Regions from separate parts of the Gossypium hirsutum genome. Here all the other regions are linked to region 3. Evidence: chromatin contacts called from public Hi-C data. All regions are on one chromosome and are shown on one strand. Each heading gives the region's core, a stretch centred on a gene start, on an enhancer-like site or on the middle of the called end of the contact. The rest is flanking DNA. Distances are from core to core; before and after follow the strand shown.

The links. Hi-C and Micro-C count contacts between places; a contact is called where the count stands out from the background.
Region 1: a contact with region 3 is called in a Hi-C map of leaf, with 1.7 times the contacts expected there. The contact joins the enhancer-like site here to the promoter of LOC121203192 in region 3. A contact is called at or near these places in 10 of 34 Hi-C or Micro-C datasets (anther, callus, hypocotyl and 2 more).
Region 2: a contact with region 3 is called in a Hi-C map of leaf, with 2.7 times the contacts expected there. The contact joins the promoter of LOC107892369 here to the promoter of LOC121203192 in region 3. A contact is called at or near these places in 3 of 34 Hi-C or Micro-C datasets (all in leaf).

Annotation. Positions count from the first base shown.
Region 1 is chrA09:7,097,617-7,101,912 of Gossypium_hirsutum_v2.1, forward strand. No RefSeq gene overlaps it. Among protein-coding and RNA genes, the nearest start is that of LOC107892791, 7.7 kb to the left of the region's middle. Within about 2 kb of position 2,730, at least 1 of the 9 cell types and tissues checked has an H3K27ac peak or open chromatin away from gene starts, as enhancers often do. A contact at or near this core is called in leaf, where this site is marked.
Region 2 is chrA09:6,987,505-6,991,955 of Gossypium_hirsutum_v2.1, forward strand. It overlaps LOC107892369 (putative pentatricopeptide repeat-containing protein At3g01580), which reads left to right and starts at 1,609. Exons shown (of 1, transcript XM_016817437.2): 1 at 1,609-4,203. The coding sequence starts at 1,703. The coding sequence ends at 3,790.
Region 3 is chrA09:7,445,428-7,450,024 of Gossypium_hirsutum_v2.1, forward strand. It overlaps LOC121203192 (probable prolyl 4-hydroxylase 6), which reads left to right and starts at 1,552. Exons shown (of 8, transcript XM_041077480.1): 1 at 1,552-1,938; 2 at 2,015-2,072; 3 at 2,143-2,247; 4 at 3,218-3,275; 5 at 3,377-3,552; 6 at 3,680-3,740; 7 at 3,901-4,187. The coding sequence starts at 1,781. It overlaps LOC121206938 (small nucleolar RNA Z199), which reads right to left and starts at 308; the gene lies at 228-308. LOC121207242 (small nucleolar RNA SNORD18) reads right to left here and starts at 149; the gene lies at 71-149.

The sequences.
Region 1 (4,296 bases), core at 1,480-3,979, 350 kb before region 3:
ACAACAATACCGATAAGAATCGAGTTAAGACTCAATCGGCTTTCATACAATAATTTTGATAATTTATATAGATTCTTTTAGAGTTGTTAAAAAATTAAAAAATTTAACTCCATTTAGTGTTATTTTGATATATTTTTAAGTTTTTATTTTATTTTATTTCATTAGTTTGAATAATATTACTTATTAGTTAAAGTTTATTTTATATATTATTATTTTTACTATATATCAATTCTAGGATCAAGTATCAAGATTCTAAATGATATCATAATTTTAATAAATTTGAGTATATATATTTTTTATACCATGACATTACTTACTAAATAAATTATTTTTTTAATATTTTTATTATAATTTAAATTTATATGTTTTCTAAATCATAATGTTAACGGGTCTTAATATCATTTAAATATATATATTTTCTACTTTATAATATCATCTCTAAATTAAACATTTTATTTTTCTCAAAGTATTTTTTAATAGCAATGCTAAACATTTCAAACTTTTTTTAAATTATTTTTTCACCACACTTTGCAATTTCAATGATAAACTGACCCATGAGCTTATTCGATCTCTCTCTCAAACTCCTTTGTATTTTAATATTGTGATGCTAAAACATTGATAGAAGAATATTTTGATGTTTAATAATTTATAAATTGGTCTCTCATTATTTAGATTTCTAACGTATTTATTTTAAAATTTAAAATCTACTTTTGACCAAAAAATTAACAAGATTATTAAGGGTTAGGGGTGAAGGCAAAATAATTTTTTAGGGGCTGGATGAAATTTTAATTTTTTATAGTTTATATCTTTATAATTTGTAAAGGATTAGATCAAATTTTTATAATTTTGGGGCCAAATTACAATTTTACCTTTACTAATTTAAAATTTTTAAAAAAAATTAAATTTTAAAGGCCGAAATAGTAATTTTACATTTTAGGCGGGCCGAGGCCCATACCAGCCCCCCCGGCTTCGCCCTTGTTAAGGGTGGGTTTGGATGGCGGTAGAGTGTGGTATGGTGCATTTAGCTTACTTTTTGTCTCACGCTATAATATCATTATAATATCTTATCTCATCGCCACAACTATTTTTCCACTAATCACGAGTAAACGCATCGTCCATCTAATCCCACCCTAAGAGAAGTTTGTATTATAGAATGTTTTGATAGCCTCTAGTAATAAAATTATTGTTTATTTTGATTATTATTAATATGTTATATTATCTTATTTGATTTGTTTGAAGAGTTTATTTTTTGATGGATATAATATAAGATTATATAAAACTACATTTTATTAATTTATTTTTATAAAAGAATATATTATTATTATTATTTACTACAAAATGATATATTTTCTACTTAGGCCTATTTATGGGTTGGGTTGAGTGTTCGTTCGAAAAGTGGGAGGGTTTGAAAAAAATATAGATCCAAGAAATGTGCTTGTGAAAAAAAAAGGGTTGGGTTGGGCCTCAGGTAAGGTTTTTTGGTCTAGGCTAGGCCCGAATTTGACAAAAAAAAAACTATTGTTTTGCTACAGTTTTCTCACTGTTTTGTTACTATTTCACTATTATGTTGCTATTATTTTGTTGTTATTGTTTGGATATTGTATAACTCTTTTTTTATTGTTAATTTTGCTACCATTTAAAGGCATTTGCTTGTTAAGTTGCAACTATGTTAGTATTATTTAAGTATAAAGAATTTTTTTATATGTATTTTTAATTTGTTGGGAAACATTTATTATAATGTTTTTAGTTTATTTGATGTATTATGTTTTTTAAATTTATTTTTATATAAACAATAATTAAACAAATTAATGCGGACTAGGCTGAGCTCAGATTTAGCATTTTTATCCTGACCAAATTTGAGATAAGCCTATTTTTTGGATTAAGTCCAAACTTTTTAAACAAGACTAAAATTTTGTTGGGCTCAGATCGAACCCAACCTGACTCATAAGACATGGATTTATGAGTTGAACATAAGTTTATTTTATTTAAGAAGAACTTCAAAGTTCTATTTGCCTAGAAGAGAGATGTGCATATTTCCCCAGAAATTGTATATTTAAGTGAAATTAGCTTTGACAACACCTTGTTTGTAAAGAATAATTCCCATACCCTAAACGAGTCTCCCACGTCTTGCGTATGATGTTTCATTTACTCAAGTCATTGGCCCAAAAAAGAGCAAAATAAATAAAAAAAATAATGAAAGAAATGAAAATCAAAAGCAGAGGAATCACAAAAGTGAAATGATTACAAGGACCCATGCGGGGTTAGTAGCAAAAAAAAGTGAAAATACATGTAACATAGTTTAACCAAAGGCTAAAAGACTTGAATTAAAATTTTAATTTTAGAAAGTAATAAAAATGAATTTATCCGTTTATCAAGAACACCAAAAAGGGAAAATTTGTTCAATCCCTTAATTTATACTCACCCTAAAAATAAAAATATATATTAAATTTCTTTGAAAATAATAAAATCATAAATTAATACATAATAAAATTATATTTTAACTTCTTAAAAAATTATAATTCAATTCTTCTTAATTATAAAAATGTAGAATTTTCGCTTAACATTACCTACCTTAATCATAGATGAAATCAGACAACAATTAACATTATAATTACCAACCGTACTATCGACATCTCCTATTTTTATCATTACTCAAATGTAAGGATTGGATGGAGTTCTGTCACAGTGAGATGGTTGATGCATACATGCATGGCATAGCATAGGCATGAATGGACCAGCCATCTCCCCTGCGACAGAACCCCACATGAACCCTTGATTTCTTTTTACTCCTCAACATTGTCTAAGCTCAGTTGCGTATTTATAGGCACATCACTTTTCACTATTTCAATCTTTTAATTTTTTTTTAAAATATCTTTTTGCTATACAATGAACACATTTCTCTTTGCAATTGGAATTTTTTTTCTTTATTCTTTTAGTATAAAACTTTTAAACTCCCCATAAAAATAGAATTAAACTATTATCAAGTTAATCGGATATAAACTCGATTAAAAATGTTATAAAAATATTTTTTTATATTTAAAATAAGTTATATTATTCGAGGTCATTTTAATTTTTTATTTAAGAAAACAATAAAAATATATGGAAGGATTTGAACCCATGGTAATTGCATTGGTAAAACCTTAAATTTATCACTCAGTTAAAATTTTATTTTAATTTTACTATGTACACTTTATTACTTCCATTAATTGTATCTATTAATAATTTTGTATTCATTTAACTCGACACCAACTTAAGATTGATGACAACACCGTAATAAATAATTGTATTATTTTAGTATTCTTAATTTGATATATTCATGTGTATAAATTTCATTTTATAATATAATCTATTTATTATTTTAATATTGTACATATTTCATGTATTTATTATTAATAATTTTCAAACTATAATTTTATTATTTATTGTATGTTATCTTTAAACACAATCTATATTCTAAATATATGATTTTAATACATACACATGTGATATATTTTTAAATTTCTAGAGAGAATAAAGAAGACTTATTTTTCATGAACTAAGACCTTGTTTGATAAAGTGATGAAAAATTCAATCAACTGAAAATTAATATTTTCAAAAATTTAATTTTTTAAACATGTTTAGTAATCCTCGGTGAAAACTATTAGATAACATTTTTTCACAAAAAATCTGTGGAAAATGATAAGTAAATAAGGACTTACTTATCACTTAATAGAGAATAAATTCAATTTTTTTCTATTTTATTTTATTTAATATTGTATCATCATTCATCAAACAATCTAATTATAATCCGTATTTAATTTGAAGTAATACACTAAACAAAATTTATAAGGTAAATTCAATACTTAATTTTTCGATAATTGTGTTTTAACATTTTTTAGTTGGTAGTAAGATTTGGGTTAACAATAATTTTGTTTTTAATGTAGTTTGTGGCTGAAAATAAATATTCTGTATTCGTTGTAAAGAGATAATAAATCATTTTCGTTTACTTTATAATGGGGAGCCATGTGGGCCTAAAATTATTTGGATGTTTGGCCAATAGACAGAATATATACATACACTTCTTTAACCAACCCAATATGCTTCACATCTTAATAAATAATTAATGCAATTACATGAAGTGATCAATTTAACTTTGATAATTATGGGAAACAAAATAGTTTCGTAACACTGAATTTGGATTCTCATTTTGAACGACGTCAACTTCTTATGGAGAATTACAGAAGATAAAAAATTGTTATACACCAATAGTTATCAACTCGAAATTCAGATAAGATCTGAGTCGTTTATCTGTGATTT
Region 2 (4,451 bases), core at 359-2,858, 460 kb before region 3:
TTTTAAATTATGATTTATTTTTAAATAAATCATTTATATATTAATTTTTAGTAAAAACGCAATCTTTTAGATTACGGTTATTATAAAAGATAATGTAATTTCCTTAATCATTATTATTTAGTAATTTGATAATAATTATGTTTGGACTAAAATATAATTACTTAGTGAAATATAGCAACATGTCTCTTTTTCTTATTTAAATACTTACCAAAAAATTATAAATGTAATTTTTAACTTATTACCTATTTATTATATTTTTATCCTAGTTATTTTATTTTATGCCTTTTTTAAATTTATGTTAATTGATTCACCATCGTAATAAAAGGTCATTCACTGATATATAAATATGATAGTGGATAGGGACTGCAAAGAGTTAGACTTTTTCTTTGGCTAGCATTTAAGCAAAGGCTTCTTACTAACGCAGAGCGAATTAGATAAGAAATTGGTTATAATAGCTCTTGTTCGGCCTGTGGTCATGAAGTTGAGGATATTATTCATGTACTTCAGGATTGTTTCGTAGCTAAGGAAGTTTGGATGCAGGTTGTCTTAAGTGATCAACAGTGTAGGTTCTTCTCTGGAAATCTCTATGATTGGTTCGTGTATAATCTTTCTTGCCATGAGAGGTTGACTGGTAGGAGAGTAATTTGGTCTTATCTCTTTAGAATCATTGCTTGGCGACTCTGGAAAAATAAGAATATGTTTATTTTCCAAGAGGTTTTTTGGATGATTCTTGAGGTTGTAAATGTCTCTTTTAATTGGACGAGGCAATATGAGTCAAGTTATAAGATGTTTTAGCATACTGGTTTACCTTATGGTCCTTGAGGGGCATTTACAAAATATTTTATTCATTGATGATGCAGTGGCAAGGGAGAATGAGAGTGTAGTGGTGTGTTGTGAGATCAGCAAGGGAATTGGATCTTAGAGTTTAATCTTCTTGCTGATTGCCTAGCTAAACTAAGTTTAGTGTGGAGGACAAGTCTACATGTTTTTTAAGATGCACCCAATAAAATTTTGGGGTACTACAACAAGACAAAGAGAATGGTGCTTTTGCTCAATTTAATAGATGTAACTTTAATTTTTTTTTAATTTTTATCACACAAAAAAGTAGAATTTATTTCTTAATATATTTATGTAGGTTTTCTATTAAAGATTAGATTAATTTTATTTTTTATTACCTAATCTATTTTTATTCACTTCAAAACTTAAATCAATATAAATAAGGAAATAAAAGTCTCATCATTATCTAATTTAACTGTGAAAATATCTTAAAGTTTCTTTGTTTTGATACAAAAAAAATTTAGAACTAGCCATAGTCCTTTCTAACCCTTTAACAAAAAGATAATTGCGTTTCAGCACACTTAAACTTATATCCTCTTACATGGACAATAATGCTAATATCAACCGAGTTAGTACTCAATTAGCAATACCAAATTATTGCAAACAGATGGTGCAAAATATGTACAACATTATATTTGAACTTAAAAAGAAATGGCAGGGCTTGCTATAACTTAAAAAAAATAAAAGCCCATGACCAAAATGATGAGGATCCCGAGCCCAGATAATAGAGCAGCATAAAAGGCAAGCCATTGTTTTGCAGTTAATGAAAACCTAAGACTCTGAACCTGGATCTGTTTCATTTGGTGAAAAAGCTTGTGAATTTTATTTTATTTTTCTAGTAAATTGGGATTCCGTCGTTTTGTATATGAAAGGGAGGGAATTTTTTATCAATTTATGCAAAGCATGTAACGATGGAAAATCAACAGCAAAATTACATTCACAAATTCTCAAAACTGGGTTTTCCCACGACAGTTTCCTCGCCACAAAGCTCACCTCTTTGTATTCAAACTTCAGTTCCATTGAGCAAGTTCAAAAACTGTTCGATGAAATGCCTCAAAGAACTGTCTATCTGTGGAATTCAATTCTTAGAGCTTATTCTAAACATAAAAAATGGAAAAAGACTTGGGTTTTATTCAAAAACATGATATCCGATGATAAGGGGGAGGAAAATGTGCCTGATAATTATACTCTCTCTACAGTTTTAAAGGCTTGTGCAGAGCTGCAGTTGCATAAACATGGTGAAATTTTGCATGGTTTTTTGTGGAAACATGAAAAGATAAGATTGGATTTGTTCGTGGGATCTGCGTTAATTGAGTTTTACTCGAAATGTGGTGAAATGGGTGATGCTTCCAAAGTTTTTAATGAGTTTGAGAAACCTGATGTTGTTTTGTGGACTTCAATGGTGAGTGGATATGAGCAGAATGGATATTTTGAGAAGGCTATAGCTTTTTTCTCAAGAATGGTAGTGGAGGAGGGTGTTCATCCAGATCGCGTAACACTTGTTAGTTTAGTTTCTGCCTGCGCAAAGTTGATGAATCTCAAGCTTGGCAGGAGTGTACATGGTTTTGTTGTTAGGAGAGGGTTTGAAAGTGAATTATCTTTGGTTAACGCATTGTTGAATATGTATGCAAAGACAGGTATTGTAAAAGTAGCAGAAAATTTGTTTAGGATGATAGAAGTGAAAGATGTTGTAACATGGAGCTCAATGATTGGTTGCTATTCTCGTAATGGGGCCGCAGTTGAATCATTGAATCTTTTCAATGAAATGATCAACAAGGGATGTCGACCTAATGCAGTTACTGTTGTTAGTGCACTACAAGCCTGTGCGGTTGCTTGCGATTTAGATGAGGGTCGGAGGATCCATGAACTTGCAACTAAGACAGGTTTTGAGCTAGAAGTCTCGGTTTCAACTGCTCTGATCGATATGTACATGAAATGTTTGTCACCTGATGAAGCAGTTAATGTCTTTAGGAAAATGCCTGGGAAAGACGTAGTTGCTTGGGTTGCTTTGTTAAGCGGGTATGCTCTAAACGGGATGGCTAATAAATCTATCGGAATCTTCAAAGATATGCTGTGTAGTGGAATCCAACCTGATGCTGTTTCTATGGTAAAGATTCTTGCTTCTTCTTCAGAGTTAGGTATTCTTCACCAAGCAGAATGCCTCCACGGTTATGTCACTAGAAGCGGCTTCGATAATAATGCTTTTATTGGGGCTTCTCTCATAGAGTTGTACTCGAAATGTGGTAGCTTGGATTATGCAATAAAAGTGTTTGAAGGAATCATAGACAAGGATGTTGTTCTGTGGAGTGCAATGATTGCTGGCTTCGGAATCCACGGAAGAGGCGAAGAAGCATTAAAGTTATTTCACAGGATGGTCAAGAGTTCAGCAGCGAGGCCAAACGATGTAATGTTCGTCTCTATTTTATCTGCATGTAGCCACGCAGGTTTACTTTTGCAGGGGATTGAAATATTCCATATGATGGTAAACGATTATGGACTGCATCCTGGTTCAGAGCATTATGGCATAGTTGTGGATCTCCTTGGCCGTACCGGAGAGTTAGAAAAAGCCATGGACATTATCAACCGAATGCCAGTTCCAGTTGAGCCTCATGTTTGGGGTGCATTACTTGCTGCATGTCGGATTCATCACAACGTTGAGATAGGTGAAGTAGCAGCAAAGAATCTCCTCTGTTTAGATTCTAATCATGCAGGTTATTATATTTTGTTATCCAATATGTACGGTGTTGATGGAAAATGGGGTAATTTGGCAAAAATTAGAAGTTTAATAAAGGAGAAGGGGTTAAAGAAGATGATTGGTCAAAGCATGATTGGGATAAGAAACGAAGTTCATAGCTTTGTTGCTGATGATAAACTTCATCCTGAATGTGAGAAGATCTATGAACTTGTAGGACAATTGGAGTTAATTTTGAGAGTGCAACTACAACATATTTAAGGAGTTTCTTGAGCTCTATCAAAATTTAAGATAACCCGAATCATAGTTCGTTCTGATATCGGCTTGATCAGTAGCTCGCTCAGCAATGACATTGTAAGAACATGAAGTAACATAAATAGATCTTCCAGTAAATTGTTGTTGCAAGTGAATTCTAGATTTCACTGAAACTCATCCACCATCCGTATATCGGCTTGATCGGTAGCTCACAAACAACATTGTAGGAACAGGAAGATAAAGAGATCTTCCAGCCATGGTAGCTTTTGTCCAAAGAACAGGATGTAAAAATTTAGTAGCTTCTGGAGATATAAGTTACTATCTTGCTCCAACTTTCATTTTTCTTGAAGTATATGCATTTGTTTTTGGCAGATACTGAGACATACGTATGAAATATATAATTTTCAATTTTTTTATAATTATTATTATGATAGTTTATTATAATAATTGATTATAACTATTCTAGTAAATATACAATATTGTGATTGAATTATTTTTCTGTGTTTCTTAATAATGATTTTTTTAATAAAAATCTTATTTTATTTTATTTTTGGTATAATAATTTTTTTCCCTCTCCAACTTTATTAAGAAAAAATTATTTTAGACCTACATTTAATTTTTCGCTTCTTTCAACCATTTGAATTTGCATTTTTTTTAAAACATCCAA
Region 3 (4,597 bases), core at 302-2,801:
TTTCTCAACTTGGAAACACAAATTGAAACTTTTAATCCAAAAATAGAAAAAATATCGCAAGTTGAATTTTGAGATCAGAGTTTGGTAAAAAAAAATTGTCTGTCACTGTTGAATCAGAAACACGGACCAATTAAACCTCATCATATCTCAAAATTTTAAAGAAATTTACAACGAAAAAAATCGAGAATTTTTTAATAAATTTCAATAAATAAATGAAACAAAGGAACGATCATCAGAGACTTAAATACAAGTAATCATGGAATAAATCCATTCATATTGTTGCAGTTTTTTTTTCTCATCAATTGATCGATGACAAATACAAAACGAAGGAAAGAAATTTTCGGTGAAATGAAAACCATAAACCATAGATCTGAGAGCTGAAAGGAAACGAAATGAAACCTAGTTGTGAAGAAGAGGGAAGGTGGCGAAAGTGAGGGTTTTCAGGGTATTTATAGATCTAATTGGAGAGGTTGCTATAAACCCTAGATTGCAACTAGAGAATTGAAACTGGCTGAATTGCTTAATAATTGAAAACGGATCGAACAGTTTTCTTGGCCTTTAAAATTCCAGCTCTTCCTCTATGGGCTGAGTTTAGATTTTGGGCTTTTTCTTTCTTTCTTTTTTTTTGTTTTTCAACATGTGAGGTGTAGGGGGTATTATTGTCAATGTAGGATAATGTAAGTTCAATTATATTGAAGCGTATTATTTTTTTATTTATGCGTTAAGAAAAGACTATAGCTAATTTTAAATATTGTGTAAAAAAATAAATATGATCAGAAACTGTAATGAGATTATTAAAAAAAATTAATTTTTTTCATTAAACAAATAGATAAAAGGAATGCAAGTAAGGGAATTCATCCAGAGATAAAAAGAAGAAATTGTTTTTCAAAAAACTGATTAGAGATAATTATAAAAACAAAAATTTCAAACCAATTTCATCCTATATATTGAATCTCTCCAATGGCTATGTGGAGATGATGAAGCTAACAGTCATCAGTAGATATTGGGTGAAATTTTACAAGTAGATTCTTAACTAAAACCCCAATCGATTTCAACATTTTGGTAAAGTCTTCATCTCTTATATATATTTTTATTTTTTTATAATATAAAATAATCATTTAATTTTATTTATATTTAATTATATGTGTTTGAGGATGAAATTGATATAATTTGTAAATACAAAGTGTTAAATTTATTGAATTATATAAAGTTAGAATCAAATTGATAGAATGTGTAAATATCGATAACTAAATATATTATTATACTAGTTAAAAAAGACCATGACATTAATCTCGTTAGCCATTTGATGGAAAGTGAGTAAAACGGAAACGATCTAAAGCGTTAGTGACCAAATTAAAAAAATTATACATTGATAATTAGATGATTAATAGTATAATTTACCCAAAATATATATAAAGAGAAAATAATATATTTTGTGTGAATTACTAATTAGTTATCTTTCTCTAAATAGAATTAACCGATTAACTAACGAAAAGAATTTTAAGTATCAGTGAAAAAAAACAAAGTTTAAAGACGGATTTCTAGGATAAGCCAAAATAAAGTGAAGAACTCATTGTTTCCAATTAAGATTTTCTGACATCTGCCAGAAATTTTATGAAGCTTTCTTACGGAAACATTAAATATTTTGGCCAAATCCATGGCCGCCAATTAAATTCACTCTTAAATGGAAGATGATTTGAAAAAAAGAAAACAAGCAAGCAAACAAACAGATTAATTCTTTTGCGAATATTGGATCCAAACAAATAGAATTTCTTTTCTCATGGAGTACCAGTATTTTCTCGGATTCTTTCTTCTTCTTTTGATCAATTTTACTTTGGTTTCGGCTGAGATTAATGGATCGGTGCTTAAAATGAGAGGAGGAACTTCTTCTGTTCAATTTGATCCCACTTCTGTTACTCAACTCTCATGGCGCCCTAGGTAACTTCAAATTCTAATCCTTTTTGCAGTTCAGGTAATTCAAAACTTTAAAATTTACGATTTTTTTTTCTTGAAGGGCTTTTATTTACAAAGGATTTTTATCAAGTGAGGAAAGTGATCACCTTATTTTTCGGGTAAGCAACCATTTTTCTCTTTTGTTGTTGAAGAATTTCAACATATAAAAAAAAATTGTATTAATTTCAGGCTAAGGATAAGTTAGAGAAGTCAATGGTGGCAGATGATGTATCAGGCCAGAGTATTGAAAGTGAAGTTCGAACCAGCTCCGGCATGTTTCTTGAGAAAGCTCTGGTATATAAATGAATTGTCTTTCATTCCTTTTTTTAGCTTAAAACTGTGAAATTACTGGAATTTATGTTAATTTAAGAGAGGAATGCTGAATTTATGAGTCGAATTGTTGAATTTAGAAGTAAAAGGAATTGATTTATTATCCATATGATCTTGTTTTTGTGTAATTTTATGCAATCTTATTCTTGCTTTGTTTAAGAAAGGATGAAGCATCTGGCTGCTTATTATTATGTCATTGTATTAGTACTTTCATGCTTTTTTTTCCCTTCCGTGGGATACTGGTCATAGCTGTTTGAGATTGTTCTGTTTTTGAGAACATGTATTTGATATAGACTGACTATATGAACTGAAATTTGCGTGGTGCTTGTGAGATTTTAATCACTTGAATGGCAGAATGCTAGGTGTTTGATGTTAGAACTTGTATTCCGAAATGTGATGGTTGATGCATTGTGTGGCTTTTCTACTCATTATTCATTCAAACTTAATCCGAGAGCCGAGTCTTTGCTGAAAGAATCTGTCTCCCCATTGAACCAACAGTCTAGAAGAATGTTACGCATTGTATTCCGAAGTGTTTGTACTGAAAGCAGTTGTATTCTGAAATGTCATGGGTGATGCATTGTGTATTTTTCCCCTCATGATTCATTCAAACTTAATCCGAAAGCCAGGTCTTTGCCGAAAGAATCTGTTTCCTCATTGAACGAATGGTTCTAAAAGAATATAACTTGCGAGTTAGTCACATTGGTTTTGTTTATTCAAAGCCTTTTCAAACCTGTGCCGTATGATTACTGTCGCTGATGAAATCATGCTTAGGTTTAGTTATGCATTTCTTTATGTTTAGAGATCGTTTACTCTATGCTTATTGTTATCATTCGGATTGTTTATATTTATGGTATGGATCATGTTTGGAAAGCATATCATCATTGCATGTGCTGATTCTTGAACTTCAAATGTTTCTGCGGTATCTCGCATGAAGGATGAAGTAGTTGCTGATATTGAAGCCAGGATTGCAGCATGGACCTTCCTTCCAGTAGGTACTTTTGTTTTTTCTTTTACATGCTAGTCATACTCTACAATTTCTTCATCCAATTGTAAGGACTTTTCGCATTTGACTTGGACACGGCGTTGCAAACAGAGAATGGGGAGGCACTACAAATACTGCACTATCAGCATGGTCAGAAATATGAACCACATTTTGATTATTTTTATGACAAGGTTAACCTCGAGAGGGGTGGTCACCGTATTGCCACTGTACTTATGTATTTGTCTGACGTTGAGAGTGGTGGGGAAACTGTATTTCCAAATTCAGAGGTACGCATTTGCCGGTGAATTCGGTTCTTTGGTTGTCTTTTTGGTTTCTTTTTTTAACATTTGTTTTCTTCCTATACTACACGTATCCATTTTATTTTGTTCATCGCTCATTGTTTGTCTTCTGCAGGGAAAACTTACTCAGCCCAAGGACGATAGCTGGTCACATTGTGCGAAAACGGGATATGCTGGTATTATGGTTACCCTTGGCGATTTTAACTAAGAGTAGTTGGAACATGATGTATAATTGATTGGCTAGTTTCTTGTTTAATCGTTCTCAGATAAGTTGTGTTAGAAATCCAACCTTGTAGCCATCAGTATCTAACTCAACTGTATCGGTTGTACTTGCAGTGAAACCCAGAAAAGGCGATGCATTGCTGTTCTTCAATCTTCATCCTGATACAACTACTGATCCCAAGAGTTTACATGGAAGTTGCCCGGTGATAAAGGGCGAGAAATGGTCCGCCACAAAGTGGATCCATGTCCAGTCCTTTGATAACATGGAGAGCCAGACCGAAGACTGTGTTGATAAGAATGGGAACTGTCTTTTCTGGGCTAAGGCTGGCGAGTGCGAAAAGAACCCGGCTTACATGGTAGGTTCCGAGGAGTTTTCGGGATACTGTAGGAAGAGTTGCAAGGTATGCTCCTCCTAGAAAGCTTTTTCCAGGCATTTTAAAGGACCATGGTTAAACCATTTCAAAGCTTCAAATTCTTTTCGCTGCAATGGCTGCCGTCTAATCATTCGAATTGAATCTCTTCAGAACATAAATACATTAAACGGTATGACTTTTCTATTAGACTAAAGAAAAAATGCTTTTTTGAGAAACAATTTTAAAAATATTGGTTTTAATTATTTAGTATTGCAGCCAAAAAAATATTTTTTAGAAATAAAATTTTAATTTTAGATATGATATTATAAAGTAATAAATATGCATTTAAATAATATTTAAATTAATTAATATTATGATATTTTAGCAAAAATATAAAAAATAGTTCATAACTTGTTGTTAATATTTTAATATATCAAATATAAATTTTAAATATTTTT